Linked DNA regions of Anser cygnoides: region 2 is linked to region 1. A link is a contact called in public Hi-C data. All regions are on one chromosome and are shown on one strand. Each heading gives the region's core, a stretch centred on a gene start, on an enhancer-like site or on the middle of the called end of the contact. The rest is flanking DNA. Distances are from core to core; before and after follow the strand shown.

Region 1 (3,369 bases), core at 376-2,875:
AGGAGAGGAATCTAGGAGGGGAAAATTAAAAACGGAGGGGGGAATGATGGGAAGGGGGGAACACTGATATTAAAATATTTTCCTGCTAGATGTTTGCTCGCTAGCCAGGGGCGGGGGGGGAAGGAGGGGGGGGGGGGGGCTGGATGGGCAGGGGGGTCACTCCCGCACATCTCCGCAGCCTGACGCCAACATTGGGCTGCGTTAGGGGGAGAGGCCGGGGGGGGGGGGGGGGGGGGGGAGGAAGGGGTGCTCCTCTAGGTAAGGGACAAGAGTTTCCTGGGTCTGTCCCAATCCCTGTCCGTGCTTCCCGTAGGTGCTGCGATCTCCCACCCCTTCCCCTCTCCTCGCCCCGTGCCCACAGAGGGGCGGCCAGGGGGCACGGGGCGTTATTACCATGGAGGGGCTTTCGCTCGCAAACCAGCCGCCGGCTCCCACCTATCGTGGGACACCACCAACCCCCCCAAAACAAAAAACACAGCCCGGGGCTGCAAACAGCGCCTGGGCTTTTGGAGGCGTCGGGAGGCGGGGGGGCCCGGGCCGGCATCCAGCGGGGCGCAGCCCCCCCGCGGTGGGGCCACGCGTGGCGCTGACACCGGCAGGGCACGCAAGTAAAAGCGCCCCAAAGGGTACGTTACCGTCGGTGGCAGGTCTTTTCCTCTGCCCAGTGCACTGCTCTGCAAAGTCCGTCTGCTTTTCAGAAAGAGCAGTCTTTTGATCTACACAGTGAGTGTGCTCTGAGATTCCCTGAGAACCGACAAAAATCACGGTTTGGCAATTCCCGTTTACATCCAGGCTCTGGTGGCCGGCGGACTTGCAGACAGCTTTGAGTAGCCTCGGGGGTCTGAAGTAGAATTCGGGCGAGCTCCCCTTCTCCACGGCTTGCCACTCGTACCTGCCTTCCAGCGGCTTGTGATTCTGGAAATCGAAATTCCACTTCCTCTGGCATGCCTCCTCCATCTCCTTGCGGTGCTTCTTCAAGTCCCTGTTTAACTCTTCGTGGTTCACCGGCCCGAAGAGGTTCCTGCAGGCTGACGGCTTCGGGTACTCCGACTGCCGGGCTTCCATGCGCTCCAGGGTAGGGCTCCCATTAGAAATGCGTACGTTTGACATCTCCCCCCGGCCTCTTTCTTCTGGCGGCGCTTGTTTTTCTCGCTGCACCCCCTTCCTCCTCCTCCTTCTCCTCCTCCTGCTCTCCGCCTTTCACCTCTCGGCGCTCGCAGCTTCTCCTCCTCTCTCCGCGCCGCCCCGCTCGCCCTCGCAGGAGCGGCGGAGAGGCTCTGCCCCAGGCGCCGCAGCCCCGACGGCCGCCGTCGAGGAGCCCGGGCGGGTCGAGAGCCGCGCGGGGGAGCGCGCAGGCGGGCGGGGAGCGCGCAGGGGGCGCGCAGGGAGCGTGCAGCAGGCAGGCGGGCAGGGAGTGCCGCTGCCCTCCCTCCCTCCCTCCCTCCCTCCCTTCCTTCCGTCCGTCCCTCCCTCCCTCCGCGGCCCTGGCTCCGCGCTGTCCCCCCGACGGCCGCCCGGCCCCGCCGCTCTCCCCGCGGCCGCGTAGTAAAAAAGGGCGAGAGGGGGGGAAAAAAAACCCGGGCGAGACGAGCCCTTTTCTCGGTTGCCCAATATGGCGATTGAAGGGAGGTTGACGAAGGAGAAAATGATTGACAGGACGAGTCTATTTAAACAGTGGAGCCGAGCCATTGGTTAGGGCGCCGGGCACCGCCCCGTCGGCGCGGCCCTACCTCGCCGCCGCCGCCGGCCCTAAAGGTGGCCCCGGCTCCGCTGCCTCCCCTCGGCGGGGCGGGGAGAAGCCGGAGCGATGGAGGCCGCCGGCACGGCACGGCTCCGTGCACCGCAGCCCAGCCCAGCCCAGCCCAGCCCAGCCCGCTGTCCTCCCGCAAAGCCCAGGCCCGGCGAAACTTGTGCCCCCCACCCAAAAAAAAAAAAAGAAAGAAAAATGCTGTTGCTCGGCCGCTGGGCCTGGAGTAATGGTGGCAGCTAGCTACGTTTTGGCTCGGTCTCCAGAGCGCTCGGAGCTTTGCTTTGCCACGGCCCCCCCACCCCACCCCCCGCCCCCCCCCCGTCAGGAGTTCAGGGCAGCCCCCAGACGGGAGCGGGACCCGGGACACCCCGGGACCCCCGTCCCATCACAGACAGCAGCAGGACCTCCCGGGACCCCTGTCCCATCACGGACCCCGGCCACCAGGAGCGAGGGAGGGATCGCCTCTTGCTGTCTGCCTGGCAGAGGAAGGACCATTAAGGTGTGGAAATGGCCCTAGAAAGCCTCCTCAGGGATTTCAGACCTTGGCGAGCAGAGGGAAGGAAATGAAAGCCTTCGTTTTAGCCCTGTTTGTGTGCTCTGAAGATTAGGCGAGCCAAGAATCGCAGCCAGGGATTTTCTGAGCTGCTTCCTCGGATAGCTGCAGCAGATACGCTGGAGATAAGAGCAACGCAGCATCCTCCTCCATCCCATCCTTGGCTGTAGCCCCTTCCCACTGCCACCTTCCCTCGGCGGGCAGGGCAGCCCCCTCAGCACGTTGCAGGACACTGGGGCTGCTTGCAGGTGCTGGAGGTTTGGGCTTTTCCCAGGGCCCAGGTGGCTAGGAGGACTGGAGACCCTTCACGCCAGGCCATCTGGCAAGATCAGACACAACCACCTTGGGATACTGGTTCTGGGGGGCTGCACCAGCAGCAAGCTACCTCAGCGAGCCAGGGCCAGCACAACCAGGTTCAACTGGCTGAAAGAAGAGTCAACTGGTGTGGCCTTGAAGATAGTGAGCTTCTGCCCCGTGCTGTGCTCACACACACCAGACACACACACACACCGTCTGGGTTGGGGTCTGCAGTTGCGATGGGCCACCCAAACCTACAATGCAGTCGCTTTTGCCAGCCAGTGAGCTAACTCCGCAAATATTGTAAAGGGAACAAAACCAGCTCACAACACTCAAAACCAGGCCTCAGCACTCTGCTTGCCTCCATCAGCCCCGAGGCAGAGGCCCCTGGCCCTTGCTCAGCCCCCTCGCCCAAGCGATCTCAGTACGGCCAGTCCCCGGTTCCAACAATGATGTGCGCAGCCAAAAAAGAAGAATAAAAATGAGATGGGTTTTAAAACCACAAGGTTGAAATAAAATATTAGCCATGTTATTTTTGTTTGTTTGCCGGGATTTTTAGCACTCAGAAGTTGTTTTCCAGCTTCTCTCAGCAACCACAAAATCTAGCAATCCACTTACAGAAAATTAAAACTTACATTCTCATGTCTGCAGGAGCTTAGACTTTTTTTTCGTTTTCTTTTTTTTTTTGAAGTTGCAACTCTATGATAAAGCTGCATGAGCTGGCAAAGTGAGGCCTATTCATCTGCTTTATTTGAAGGATTTCTTCTTC
Region 2 (3,248 bases), core at 493-2,992, 170 kb after region 1:
AACTTTTTCAGTTTCCCCATTTAAAAAAACAACAATCAACAACAACAAAACCACTTATATAACACATTACCAGGTTTAGATGATAAAAAGGAAGAGAGAATTCGAATGTCTTTCTTCTTCAGCATGCATCCCTTTCTTGTGCTCCCCACTTCTATTTGTGAGGATAATCTTGCTGGAACTATTTGTTCTTGCACTTCTCTGGTATGAATGAGCTGGGGCATTGGCTTTGGCCTTGAGTTTCTCTGGCACGCTCTTTGCTCTCCTTTGTAGAAATGGGTCACTTGTAGACCCATTAACCACTAGCCAACTGTGCACACTTTCCATACTGTGGGCATTTTGGGGGCTGCACAAAGTATCTTTGGGGCCACTGGTTACTTGAGGCAAAAAGCAAAACTGCTCTTTAGCTCTATAAGATACACATGTGCAAAACAGTAAATGCACCTATGCCTTACCACAATGTCTGCACAGCTCTTGCTCTTTCTTTGGTCAGTGTCTTACAGAGACTGGGACTCTGTCTTGGGACTGACTTCTCTCTCTTCCATGCATTTTTCACTCTCTTGGAGAGGACACCGCTGTTTGGTATGAGTGCTAGCAAGAACTCTTCTTGAGGCAGTTCATGCATAGCTTCTTAATAATAAGTTCTTTGTCAAGGTGGTTCTTGGCCAATTGTGCCTGACAGAGACCAGTTTTGAGACCACCACTGCATTATTTCTGTAGAGTAGCCTGCTTCCCAAAATACCAATCACACAACATGTTTTTTCGTGAGTGATAAGCGTACACCTTTCCAAAGGTGCTTTGTTTGAACAGATGACCACCAGAGTGTAAGGACCTATAGGGTTAATCCTGTTTATCCTGATGTCTTCTAAGGGTATGGGGCCCAGGGACTCAAAGGCCAGCAGAGAAGACTGACCAGAGTCTGAATTCTGACATGTAAGATGTCTTGTGCCCCCAGCAGAACTGGCAGGTGATTGCAATGATTTTGGTTATTTCTCCTTCCCCCAAGTGGGGGAACATCTGCAGAAGAATACTTACCTAAGACTGGGACCACACATCAAATCCCTGAATGGCACAAGTGCAGCATGTTAGTTAAAACCAGTACTAGCCAGAATGAAAAATGCCTTAGACAAAGTAATTATGTTTCTGCGTGTCTAAATGTTTAGATTTCACTTTTATTTTCCTCACGTTGTTGGTCTTACAGTACTGTTTTTAATCTAACAGGGGTGATAGCCCTCAACTTGCCACGGAGCTCTGCCGCGGGCCCGGGCCCGGCCCGGGAGCAGGCCCACGGCACCCCTGGGGCTGGGGACACAGGGGGACGAAGCCGTCCCTCTCTCGCCGTCCCTCTCTCCCCGTCCCGGCGACCACGGGGCCCGGCCCGGGCTGTGAGGGAAGGGACCGCAGCCGGTGCCGGTGATCGCGGCGCCTGCCCCGTCCCCGCCGGCCCATCGGGGCGGGCCGGGCCGGGCCCCGGGTGGACGGGCAGGCGGCGGCAGCCCGTTTGAATCGTTCGGCGGCCTCGGCTCCTCCTAGGGGCCGGCCCCGCAGCTCGGCCGGGAGGCCGGGGGCAGCGGACGCGTGTCCAGGCCTCCGCCCCCAAGCCACCGGCCCGGTGACAGCACGGCAGCCGGAGCTACCCCGGCCCGGCCCGGGACCGGGTGTGCTGGGCCGTGGCTGGCGGACCGCCTCCCGGGGCTTGTCTCCCCCTTCCTCCGGCTCCCTGTCCCCCCCTCCCGGCTGAGTTCATTCACTGGGATTGGTTTCAAATGACGCCATCGCTTTATTTTTACACCAATGACCTCATCCCAGCAGCTTGAAGTTTACTGACCAGCAAAACTCTTTTCTCTCTCTCCCTCCTCCTCCTCCTCGGGTCTGTTTGCTCTACCCATTTATTAGGAATTGTTTGGTTCCTTTCAGGAACAGGAGGCTTAAAAAAAATTAAAAAACAAAACAAAACCAAACCAAACCTCACCACCAACCCCAAACTTTCTTCCCCTCCCGATCTCCAACCCCCCCCCCCCCAGCTGTCCCTTTTTAATTCTCTCAAGCCATCTTGGGGGGGGGGGGGGAAGGGGGGGGGAGAAGACGAGAAAAAAAAGCTCCAAATGTTTCCTTTTCCTTCTCCTCTTCCCTCAGCCTTCATGCTTCCCCCTCTTAAAAAGATCAGAGTAGCGTTTTTTTTTTTTTTCCTTTTAAATTGCTGTTATTTTTGACTCGAAGAAGGCGAAAGAGGCGCTTTCCCAGCGGCTGGAAGGAGACAAAAAGTTGCTTTCTGGCGGCAACGGAGAGAGAGAGAGAGGCTGGTGGCAACTTTTATCCCCGCCGCGGGGACAGACCCGAGGCAGACAGACAGACAGACACAGACGGGGGGTGCGACAGTAAGTGCCGGGAGGAGCGCAAGGGTCGCCGCCGGAACCCCCGGCCCGGGGCAGCCCCGCGGGGCAGGGGGGGTTGGGGGGCAGGGCCAGGAGGAGGAGGAGGAGGGAGGTGAGGGAGGGTTCCCGCTGCCTGCCCTCCTCTCCCATGCCCTTCTTCACCGCCCCCTCACCTCCGAAGGAGAGCGCCAGCCGCGGGCAGGTCGGTGCCCCGCACGGGCAGGCTCCGGCCTCCTCCTCCTCCTGTCCCCGCCGATGGTAAGGAGAGGGAGCTGAGGGGGACAGGGGGGCACCGGCCTGCCGCAGCCCAGCTTCACCAACATCGGGGCCGGCCGGGACCCCGCGGGAAGGGGCGCGTCCACCTGCCCCGTGGCGCAGAGGAGGGGACGAGGGGCGAGGGGCTGCCCCGGGGAGGGGAGAAGGGCAGGCAGGGATACGGGGCAGACCCCCGGCTTTCTCGCCGTGCGCCGAAATTACCTTGGGAGGGTGGCTGGGGATGTGTGGATGAGGCTGGATATGTGCGGCCGTGTTTCTGAGCTGGGCAAACGCACCGGCGTCCAGTCTGCCTTGCACCGCCGCCAGCAGCCGAGGATGCTTTAAAGCCCCGAAGGACTCCCGAAGAAACCTGAAGTGCTAAGCTGGGCTTGGGAAACATTTAAATTGAGGCAGCTGACAAAATGGAGGCTGCTGTGGAGTCTAAGGGTGAAGCAAGCTGCAAATTGTTAACCTGACAGTGTGATCACGTAAACTTGTAACTCCATGGCTTGTGCTGGTACGCAGCCTGACAGATCCCCTCATCTGCCTTTATTTTATTTTTTTTTCCCCCCTAGAAGCCACAGGGAGGGATGATGAGCTCAGCACACACAGTGTGTGCAG

Evidence for each region. Hi-C and Micro-C count contacts between places; a contact is called where the count stands out from the background.
Region 2: a contact with region 1 is called in a Hi-C map of liver, with 2.1 times the contacts expected there. The contact joins the promoter of DUSP16 here to the promoter of CDKN1B in region 1. A contact is called at or near these places in 3 of 7 Hi-C or Micro-C datasets (granulosa cells and liver).

What each region holds. Positions count from the first base shown.
Region 1 is chr1:71,914,751-71,918,119 of Taihu_goose_T2T_genome, forward strand. It overlaps CDKN1B (cyclin dependent kinase inhibitor 1B), which reads right to left and starts at 1,626. Exons shown (of 3, transcript XM_066999806.1): 1 at 636-1,626; 2 at 1-11. The coding sequence starts at 1,110. It overlaps LOC106030870 (a long non-coding RNA gene), which reads right to left. Exons shown (of 5, transcript XR_010832502.1): 5 at 2,097-3,369.
Region 2 is chr1:72,082,662-72,085,909 of Taihu_goose_T2T_genome, forward strand. DUSP16 (dual specificity phosphatase 16) reads left to right here and starts at 1,743. Exons shown (of 8, transcript XM_048053636.2): 1 at 1,743-2,375.